Regions from separate parts of the Gossypium hirsutum genome. Here region 2 is linked to region 1. The links are chromatin contacts, called in public Hi-C maps. All regions are on one chromosome and are shown on one strand. Each heading gives the region's core, a stretch centred on a gene start, on an enhancer-like site or on the middle of the called end of the contact. The rest is flanking DNA. Distances are from core to core; before and after follow the strand shown. Region 1 holds the start of LOC107913594 (coatomer subunit delta). Region 2 holds the start of LOC107913586 (26S proteasome regulatory subunit 4 homolog B).

The links. A called contact is a pair of places that touch in the nucleus more often than the background predicts.
Region 2: a Hi-C map of leaf shows a contact between it and region 1, with 2.4 times the contacts expected there. The contact joins the promoter of LOC107913586 here to the promoter of LOC107913594 in region 1. A contact is called at or near these places in 2 of 34 Hi-C or Micro-C datasets (callus and leaf).

What each region holds. Positions count from the first base shown.
Region 1 is chrD11:46,596,281-46,601,366 of Gossypium_hirsutum_v2.1, reverse strand. LOC107913594 (coatomer subunit delta) reads left to right here and starts at 3,665. Exons shown (of 12, transcript XM_016842228.2): 1 at 3,665-3,822; 2 at 4,246-4,308; 3 at 4,716-4,755; 4 at 4,866-5,086. The coding sequence starts at 4,306.
Region 2 is chrD11:47,179,727-47,185,185 of Gossypium_hirsutum_v2.1, reverse strand. It overlaps LOC107913586 (26S proteasome regulatory subunit 4 homolog B), which reads right to left and starts at 3,025. Exons shown (of 6, transcript XM_016842220.2): 1 at 2,359-3,025; 2 at 1,479-1,724; 3 at 468-637; 4 at 183-399; 5 at 1-80. The coding sequence starts at 2,841.

The DNA of each region.
Region 1 (5,086 bases), core at 2,416-4,915:
GACTCTCCTATCTCTACCTATCAATAAATGGTACTAGTAGAGCTACTAACACAAGAGTTTTCAATATTGATATTCTGTCCAAAAATAGTAATAATTTATTTTCTAATTATAACTTTTAGTTTTTGGGAATAACAATTCTACTGGTTTCTATTGTTATTCGTTGAAAGTCGAGAACATCTAGGGTTTGTCTCGCACAAAGCACAAGTATTTTTCGAGAAAAAAATATTGCTCTAAATATCACAAACTAATTTAATTTTCAAAATTTTAACTTTTTGACTCTGATAGAAAATCATTTTTAAACCAATATCTTTTCAATATTTATCAAAGGTTAACTTGTAACTTGAATGCCAAACTCATATACAATCTTTAATCACCTAAACTTGTCTAACAGTGGCTTTCACAAATAACAAGATCTGTGAAAAATAAATGAGACAGCACAGGGCCACGACATAAGATTTTAAAAGATTGACATAGACTCCATTTTCTTAAGGATCATAGGCGAAAGCTTTTTCATGGCAAGAGTGAATAGATAAGGAGATAGAGGAGCTCCTTGTCACAATCCTTTCTAGGTGCAAAATCATCTAGAATCTATCCATTCTATAGAGTAGTAATGTGACTAACCTGCACATAAAACATAATTATATTAATAATTTTTCTAGGCAGCCCAAATTCGAATAAAACATCATTTAAGAAACTCCAATCCACACTACCATATGCCCATGTAACTCAATTTTAAGGATTATTGCACCTTGTTAACCTTGCATCCGCATCATAGAATGAACAAATCTAGAGTAATGAATATGTTATTCGTCATGCTCCTCCCAACTAAAAAACTATTTTGAAAAAGCCCATCGCTCTTTTGTAAAATCAGTCATAATTTATGAACCCGAGTTTTAATAGCACTTTGTATGAAGTATTAAAGAGACCAATTGGTCTGAAGAGAGACTTTTATCTACATTAGTCGTCTTTGGAATAAGCAATAAAAAAACCTTGGCAAGAGTTTTCATCAAAAGTACTCGAAGCAAAATCCTCCAAACAAAACAAAGTATAGAGGTTTTGACGGTAACCAATGTTTTTGGAAGAAGATTTAGTTGTATCCCATCTGGCCCTAGTGCTTTTTAGATCTTTCATGGAGAATAAAGCTGCACTGGCTTCCTCAATATCTATCTGTTAGCAAAATCTCCCTTTCTTCACCTGTAAATATCAGTCTAAATCTATATATTTGTTACAAAGTGGTTGAACAGACACTGCAGTGAAATATTGTTTATAGAATCCCACAACATGAGCATGAATAAGTCTTTGATCCGTGACCCACTCCTCATTTATCCTCAATTCGATAACTCTATTGTGATTTCAACAGACAAGAGTTGTTAAGTGGAAAAATTTTGTATTTCCATCATTTACTAAACAATGATTTGCTCAATCGGTATCCCCTTTATCGAACTGGACTTTTTCTCCATAAAGAATAAGGATTAATTAAAAACATGCAATGTATATTCATGAGCTAAAATGTTTTTAATTGATTACTAAACAATGTTTCTAATTGATTATAATATCAACTTTGATATTCTTAAATTTAATTTAGGGTAAATTATATAAATAGTCATTCGACTATTAGAAACTTTTTTATTAGAAACTTTTTTGTTAGGTAACTTTTAAAAGTTATTAAATAATTATTCATCTTTATCTTTTTATTTTTTTTAAGTCCAAAATCATTAAATACTTAATAATTAGTTGATGTGGCTTTTAAGTTAATGATTTATTTTTTTAACATTTATTTTTAATACACATCATTTCCATGTGATATAATAATTAAAAAGATTATTAATCCAAATCACCCACCCCACCTTGTTCCTCTCCCTCCCCTCTTCTGACTCCCTCTCCCCACCGTCCCCTCTCCTCCCATCGTGCCAGCCATTGCCCGTTCTTCTTATTGATTTTGCTTTGTTGATATCACATATTTAACATCCATGGGAAACATGGCCACCCATACTCAGTTTCATGTTCTTGGTGTTGATGCTAGTCTCATCTTTAACATCTTTTCTTTCTTTCTTTTTTTTTTCCTTAAAGGGTAGGGGTAGAGTTGTTCAGGGAGGTTAAGGTTGGAAAATATAAATGATGAACATGGGTTGATGTGTTTTAATGATGTGTTTACAGTGATTGCAGTAGATTCTAAAGCAAGGCTTTGGAAATTTTGGGATTGAATGATTGTAGGTTACTAGTTGGGTGGAGGATTATGAATGTTGGCACGATTCGGGGGGGGGGGAGCCAGGAGGGGAAGGGGAGAGGGAGGAGGTCAGGTGATTTGGATTAATAATTTTTTATTTATTATATAACATAAAAATGATGTGTATTAAAAGTAAATGTTAAAAAAAATAAGTCAATCAACTGTTATGAATTTAACAGTTTTAGACTTAAAAATTTTAAAAGAAAAATTAAGTGGTCATTTTATAATTTTTTAAAATCAGATGATCTAATAAAAATGTTTTTGATAATTAAGTGACTATTTATGTAATTTATTCTTTAATTTATTGGTTTTTATATTTTAATTTCATAAGAAATTTTAAAACCTAAGAAACAATTTAAAAATAAATAAATATATATCAAGTCTTTTCATTATTTGAGGACCCATTTTGTAGTAATGGTGTATTAATTTTTGGTAAACTATAAAAATAATTATTTATGTTTGTTTAAGTTTACGTTTTGATTATTGATGTTTCATTTAGTACGATACGGTTACTAACGTTATCAAAACTATGTTTAAATTTTTTTTATTTCAACCACAGGTACTCATTGTTTCAATTATGTTAACAAGTTATAGTTTTCTTCTCAGTTATATTTATATTGGAAAAAAAATAAAAAACGTGGGAGAGAGAAAAAAGAAAGGGAAAAAATACATAAGTGACAGGGCCTAAATAAAAAAATTAAAAAATTAAAAAATTAAAAAATTAAATCCATGTCTACGTTTAATGTGCTATGTGTGATTTTCATTACACCTGTAACATGAGATAATGATAAAATTGTAACAATTAAAACATCGAAAACCAAAATGTAAAAGGGTAAACTATCAAAATAGTCATTTTTGTTTGTCTCATGTTACATTTTAGTCACTTATGTTTGAAATGTTACGTTTTAGGCGCTTACGTTATTGTGTTGTAACATTTTAGTCACTGAGCCGTTAATTGCCGTTAACAGTGTAACGGTAAGCTAACGTGGCACATTAAATCATCATTTATAGAAAACATAAAGACTTACGTTAAAAGAAATAGAGAAGGGAGGAAAACAGAGAGAGAAACAGCAAAGAATGGAAAAAAAAAGGAAAACTAAAAGAACATAAACGAAAAAAATTAAATTGCTCAAAATGAAAAAATATAGAGACCAATTGTAAAATTTAACCTAAAAATTTTGTTTAAAATGATGATTTAACGTGCCACGTTAGCTTACCGTTACACTGGTAACAGCTCAGTGACTAAAATTTTACAACACAATAACTTAAGTGACTAAAACGTAACATTTTAAACATAAGTGACTAAAATGTAACCCGAGGCAAACAAAAGTGACTATTTTGATAGTTTATCCAATTTAAAATTAAACAAACAAAAATGAATATTTTCGAGTTTAGGCTATAAAAAACCCGAGAATGCAACACGTTGGGCCTCAGGGATCGGGCCGAACAATCCAAAGTTGGTCCGAATATTAAACGACGGATCTACCGCAACGCAGATATAATGCTCGACCGAGTCGGTACCTTCTTCGCCTTTGAGTTCTCAACGAATCGATCTCCCGAGAGTGAAGAAGATACAGAGTACAAACTAGATCGAGGTAAGCTCCATCTCAGATCTCTAAATTCCGCAACCTCAGTTGGCCATTTAGAGGGTAAAATTGTCAGATCTGATTTTTTTTCCCTTCGATTTCATTGCCTTCTTATGTTTCATACGCTTTTAAATCGGAAATGCTGTATTCAGTCCTTCTGTTGTTTCTCTCGGTGATTCCTCTAGCATTCGCATTTTATTCTGTCAAACACTGCAATTGTGTTATCGGTATTTGAATTTATATGCATGTTGATGTACAGATCTGAGGTGGTCGATCTCTTTGCAGACTTAGAAATACTGATTCGCTTTTTTCTGTTTTCTGATTTACTGTTATATTATAGGTCGTTCCTATCCGTTTCCATTTATTTTGTCCTGATTCCCGCTGCTTATTTGTGATCGCCTTTATCCTAAATTGATTTTCATTGTTTAATAGGTCTTCTGATAAAAGCTTCAAATTGATATTGTCTGGGTAGATTGCTTCTTGGTAACCAAGATGGTACGATCTGTTCTTTATTTTCATTTTTCACTCGTTCTTTTTAGTAGAATTATACCTTTAAATAGATTTCAGTTCTTTTTAAATATATATGTACTAAATAAACTATAAACTCATTTTGGAGAAACTGAAGATATTACGAGGTCCATGTTTTGTTTTCTTGAATGATTTGCTTTTTGCTCCATTGCTATCTGTTAACTTTATCAGTACGAGCATTGCCATTGTTGTTGAAATTCTCTTTTCTATGGTTTTGTCTAAGCTTTTTTTATGTCCAGCATTTTCTGGTAGGCACTGCTGCTAGTGTTGTCTCTTATGCTTTGTTTTCTTGTAATTCATTCCCTCCTTATTAAAGATAATAAAAAGTATAGATAGAAGTACCTCTGATTTTACCTTTTGTTTTTGTAATTTAGGTTGTACTTGCGGCTTCAATTGTAAGCAAGTCTGGAAAAGGTGACTTTCATGTTGGCTCATTGTAGTTGTTTTTCTTGTGCTGTTGTAATTAAGTTGTTGAAGTTCAAAATTCAGTTGTGTTACATGTGCTTTGTTTGTTCTTATTGCAGTGCTTCTCTCCAGGCAGTTTGTGGACATGACTCGCATAAGAATTGAAGGTCTTCTTGCTGCTTTTCCTAAGTTGGTGGGAACAGGAAAGCAACACACATATGTTGAGACTGAGAATGTGCGATATGTTTATCAACCAATAGAAGCTCTTTATTTGCTTCTTGTAACAAACAAACAGAGCAACATTCTTGAAGATTTGGAGACTTTAAGACTGCTCTCCAAG
Region 2 (5,459 bases), core at 1,776-4,275, 580 kb before region 1:
GCTCCAGAGAACTCATCTTTGGTCATAACAAATTCTTCCAAGTTGACATCATCAGCCAATGTCATCCTTGAGGTATGTATCTGCAATCCACAGTTTTAAATATATCAAGCTCTACAGACTTGACCCACATAATGAGAGAGATGTATTCAAACGTACGGTTGCAATGATATGCAACTATTTACCTGGAAAATGCGCCTCCTGGTTTTGATGTCAGGGAGAGGAAATTCAATCTTCCTATCAATTCGACCAGGGCGAAGTAAAGCTGGATCAAGACTTTCAATTCGATTTGTTGCAAGAATCACTTTGACATCTCCTCTTGAATCAAATCCATCTAGTTGGTTCAGCAACTCCAACATGGTCCTCTGAATTTCACGTTCACCACCAGAATGGGCATCATACCTGAGGGGCATATTAATGAGAAACATTCGATGTGAACTTAAATCAAGGCGTAAATTTCATGAAAATACCTCTTGGTGCCAACTGCATCTATTTCATCAATAAAGACAATTGAAGGGGAGAGATCATCAGCCACTCTAAAGAGTTCCCTTACTAACTTGGGACCATCTCCCAAGTACTTCTGAATTAATTCACTGCCAACAACACGTAAGAAAGTTGCTGATGTAGAATTTGCCACTGCCTGCATAAATGACATGACATACTCAGAACTATATGAGATAGCAGAACCAACCGGTAAAAGCTAAGCATGTCATAAAAGTGGCCATTACCAGAACCAACCAGTAAAAGCTAAGCATGTCATAAAAGTGGCCATTACCAGAACCAACCAGTAAAAGCTAAGCATGTCATAAAAGTGGCCATTACCAAATAAATAAAGGGGATAAACAAGCAGAATATATAAACTATTGTATAAATACTAAGAGAGATTTTTTGCACATGTAATTTCATTTTTTCATAGTAACTCAATTCAAAAAGCGTTACCTACTACGAAGCCACAGAAGGAATTCTAACATTAATGTTATCTTAAAATGATGAAAAATGAAATAAAGTATATCCCATCATGCACATAGAAGTAGCAAGCGAAATAAAAACCCATAAACGTAGCCTGAGACTCAAGAACCTAGCCACACAAAGATCTTTCATTTAACTGATGCGTAAATAATGAATTAACCATGAAACCAGAAAAATAATAATAATAGGACATACTGAAGGATGAAGTCCAAGAAACGGTTGTTAATTCTCGCGAAGTAAGAAGGAAGCTCCCAATATGGATTATTTACAAGGACACTGTGTATGCTTGCCAGTAAAATTGTACATAATCGACATTTTACGAAGTTCAGTTGTCCTCATACAACAAAATGTATGGCTCCATATGTTGATTTTTGGAAGTTTTCACATGCCCTTTTTCTTTTTCTTTTTATTTTACAGGGGAAAAGGAAAGCACAAAGATAAAAATCATCAACAATTACAACCGATATCCATATAAAGAAGATAGACTGGAAGGTGAAGATAAGAATATAAACCTTTGCCAGCAAGGTCTTGCCAGTCCCAGGCTCTCCATACAAAATAACTCCTTTTGGAGGCTTAATACCAATATCCTCATATAATTCAGGATGCGTAAGAGGCAGCTCAACTGCCTCTTTAATCTCTTGTATCTGAGCATCCAATCCTCCTATATCAGCATAAGACTCCAATGGAGCCTTTTCAACCTTCATTACCGATACCATTGGATCCACTTCATCTTGCAGGAGTCCAACTACAGAAAGAACCTGAGAGGCCACATAAAATAGGAGAGCATAAAACTTTCTTTCCGAAAACAGGGAACCAGCTAGAGGCAAACCATAATATCTTTGAAAATGCTAAAATATTTAACGAAAGAATAGATGCAAAAGCCTCAAAAGCAAGAACAGAATGAACTCATTAAAAAACAAGGTGATGTGAACTAGAAATTGCAACCACAGAACTGAAATGTATTCTCAAAGTCTATAATATCATCCAACTAAGAATGCAAACAAGCCAAGTTGATAAGCCAAATACACCACCGGATTGAGCTCTTTCCTAAGATTCTAATCATTTTTTAAACCTAAATTTGATCCCATATAAGAATCATCATGATTAAAACCCAACTTTCTACCGGTACAATTTGAAAATGAATTCTTTCCTATTCAATAAATCAATAATCGTCAAAAAAGAAAAAAAAACCACTAAATCTAATCATTGTCTAACAATTGCCAAAGCATTTGACTCAGAAATTGTATATTAAAAAATTGAACACACACAGATCAGTTTTCAACCAACAAGAAAACAATTTAAATGCCATGTCATGAATGTTGGAAAATTTTACCTACCATGGACTCTAAATTCCATTTTCAAAAATTCAGGTCATAGTTGTATTTGAGTTACCTTATTGTGCATCAAGATAGCACAACCAGGCTCAAGTTGGTCTTTATCAACAAATGATAAAATGCCCACATAGTATTCAGGGCCAACCGAAGAGGAAACAATGGCGTGATTCTCATCGATGAGTTCCTCTAAATTGCCCACACTCATCGGGGAGCCTCTCAAATCATCGACCTTAGATCGGTCTTCCTCGGCTTTCTCTTCCTGGGGCTTAAGCCTTTCCTGATTGGCTACGAACTCTTCTTCCATTAGTAAATAATCCTTGATCCGCTCCAGCTTTAACAGCCGTAGCTTGCACTTGCTGAGTGGGGTTACTGTGGGAAGTCGAGCAGCCGCTTCCGGACCCTTTTGTTTTCGTTGCTTCCGACCCACCCTCGCAGGGGGTGCGGCTGGCTCGAACTTCTTTTCCTTCTTGTTCGATCCGTCGCCTTTACGGTCCCCGGGAAGACCTTGCCGGTTCAAACCGCCTGGTGTCCCTTGACCCATCCTTTCGATTTTACTGCTTCAGACTTGAGAGAGAGAGAGAGAGAGAGGCAATATTTAAGATTTCCCACGGGTTTGGCTTTGGAATGAAGTTACTTATTAGCTTTTGTCTTCTTCTTCTTCTTTTTTTTTTTTATTAGATACGTGTTTTGCTTGTTATATTTGTACCTGTGGACACCTCTCTACAAAAATAAATGTGGATCCGTGAGATGGTATGTCCATTTATACCATAAATACTTAAAAAATCAAGAATAAATCACTCTAATCAACTTATCTTTAGCATTATCATTTTGGTTATAAAACTGAGAAGCGCATATCTAAACTTCATAAAGATAGATTCTTGAATTCTTTTGTTTTCAAAGAATTTGATATAAGAGAGTCTTGCTTGTTGGGTAAAATGACTAAAGCTCCTTTTAATAATAAAAGTGAGCGAGCTAATGATTTGTTGGGCTTAATACATAATAAGGTATGTGGACTAATGAATACACAATCCATGAGAGGTTTTCAATACTTCATTACTTTCGCTTATGACTTTAGTAAATATAAGTATATTTATCTTATGCACCATAAATCTAAAGCCCTTGAAAAGTTCAAGGAATTTAAAAATGAAATACAAAACCAATTAGGCAAAAATATTAAGGCACTTCGATCAGATCGAAGAGGAGAATACTTAAGCTTAAAGTTTGTTGAGCTTTAAAAGGAATGTGAGATTGTCTCACAACTTACACCTCATGGTACTCCACAATGGAATAGAGTTTCTAAGAGAAGAAATCGAACAAATATTAGACATGATTCGATCGATGATAAGTCATGTTGATTTTTAACTTCCTTTTGGGGACATGCACTTGAGACAGTTGCCTTCACACTAAATCATGTTCCATCTAAATCGGTTTAAAAGACATCATATGAGATGTGGACTGGGAAGCGTCTTAGTATGTCTTTTATGAAGATTTAGGGTTGTAAAGCTTATGTTAAACGTCAGACGTCTACAAAGTTCGAACCCAAATCTTAAAAGTGCATCTTTGTGGGATATCCTTAAGAAATTAAAGAATATTATTTCTTCAATCCTATTAAGAACAAAGTGTTTGTTGTTCGGACAGAAGTCTTCCTTTAAAAAGAATTTGTCTTTAGAAAAGAAAGTGGTAAAAAAATTAAACTCGGAGAAATTTGAGAACAACAGCTGATCATTGAACCAAAGATTGAACAACAACAGGTTCCACATGTTGTTGCGGAACAATCAACTGTTTTAGAAACACAACTACCGCGAAGATCTTTAAGAGAACACCATGTTCCTGAGAGATATGAATTTCACATTACAACACATGGTGATATTTGTAACACCCAGACTTGGCGAAGTCTTGAGTCTTGGCTTGTAGGTCAAAGGAAATTTGGTTGCTGTGATCTTACTCACCCAATTGATGTTCTGATGCGCTAGTAGAGTGCATAGGCAATAATGGAAATTTAAAGTAAGGAATGTCCTTCATAAAGTATGTGTACATGTGAAAGGAGAAATTGGAAAAAAGATGTCAAAGGGTTCGTGAGTGGTAAGGGATGTTGCTAAGGTTAAGGTGTGCCCAGTGAGTTTAGTTAATGTGTAGGTTATACACTAACGATATTTTTAGAAATGAACGATCGGTCAAATCAAAAATATGAAAAGATTTTGGATTTTTATACACGTTTCCTTACAGTTGTGAATCACTCATATGGCAGCTTGATTAGGATTGTAACACATGTCAAGTTATCATATGGGCAAGGGTTGTATAAATCTGGGTGACCAGAATTGAAAGGGAGTTTTTCTTCTTTCTCCGATAAGTATTTCAATAGAACCAGAACAACCCTCTTTCTTTCCCTTCAAGATCCTACAATCTTAAGGTTAGAAGAACAAAAAAAAGTGTTCTTTATACTAAAGTAGAAATCTTGAGCTTCATCGGTGAATCTGTAAGTATGAATACGTCTGTTATGAATAAGTTTAAAAGGAATAAGTATGTCAAGTTTGAGTCTGCATGAAATGTCTGTGTCTGTCTTCAGAGTCGTCTAAAGGGGTTTGTCGGGACTAAAAACACAAATCTCTAAAAGAAAAAGTCCATGGCACTCTGAAGACCATATAGTGTAAGACCATGGCTGGGCTACAACATCATATAGAAAATATTTAAAAAACTGTTGGGTGAGTACCAGTAATGAGGGGCAAACCTCACGACGGTGAGTTCAGGCAAATCCTATGGTCAAAACACTAATTTTCATATAAGTGAGCATTTATGGTTGTTTCTGTTAAAAGAATGCCTTTATGGAAAATCTCTGATAAGGAATACATTTGTGGTAATCTGTAAGGAAACGCCTTTGTAGCGCAACCTAAAGAAGTGTCTTTGTGGCTATCTTTGATTAAAGAAAGTCTTTGTGGCGATCTCTGTTATAAAGAAGCCTTTGTGGCGATCTCTATTATAAAGAAGCCTCTATGGCGATCTTTATTAAAAGGAAGCCTTTGTGGCTATCTCTGTTAAAAGAAGTCTTTGTGGCTATTGTAACGCGTAGGTTTGTGCAAGTGTACACAGTCGTTATCAAGTAATAAGTAAGTAAAAAGGTTATCGTCTCCACAGGGACTGTATCTATTAATCAAATAATTG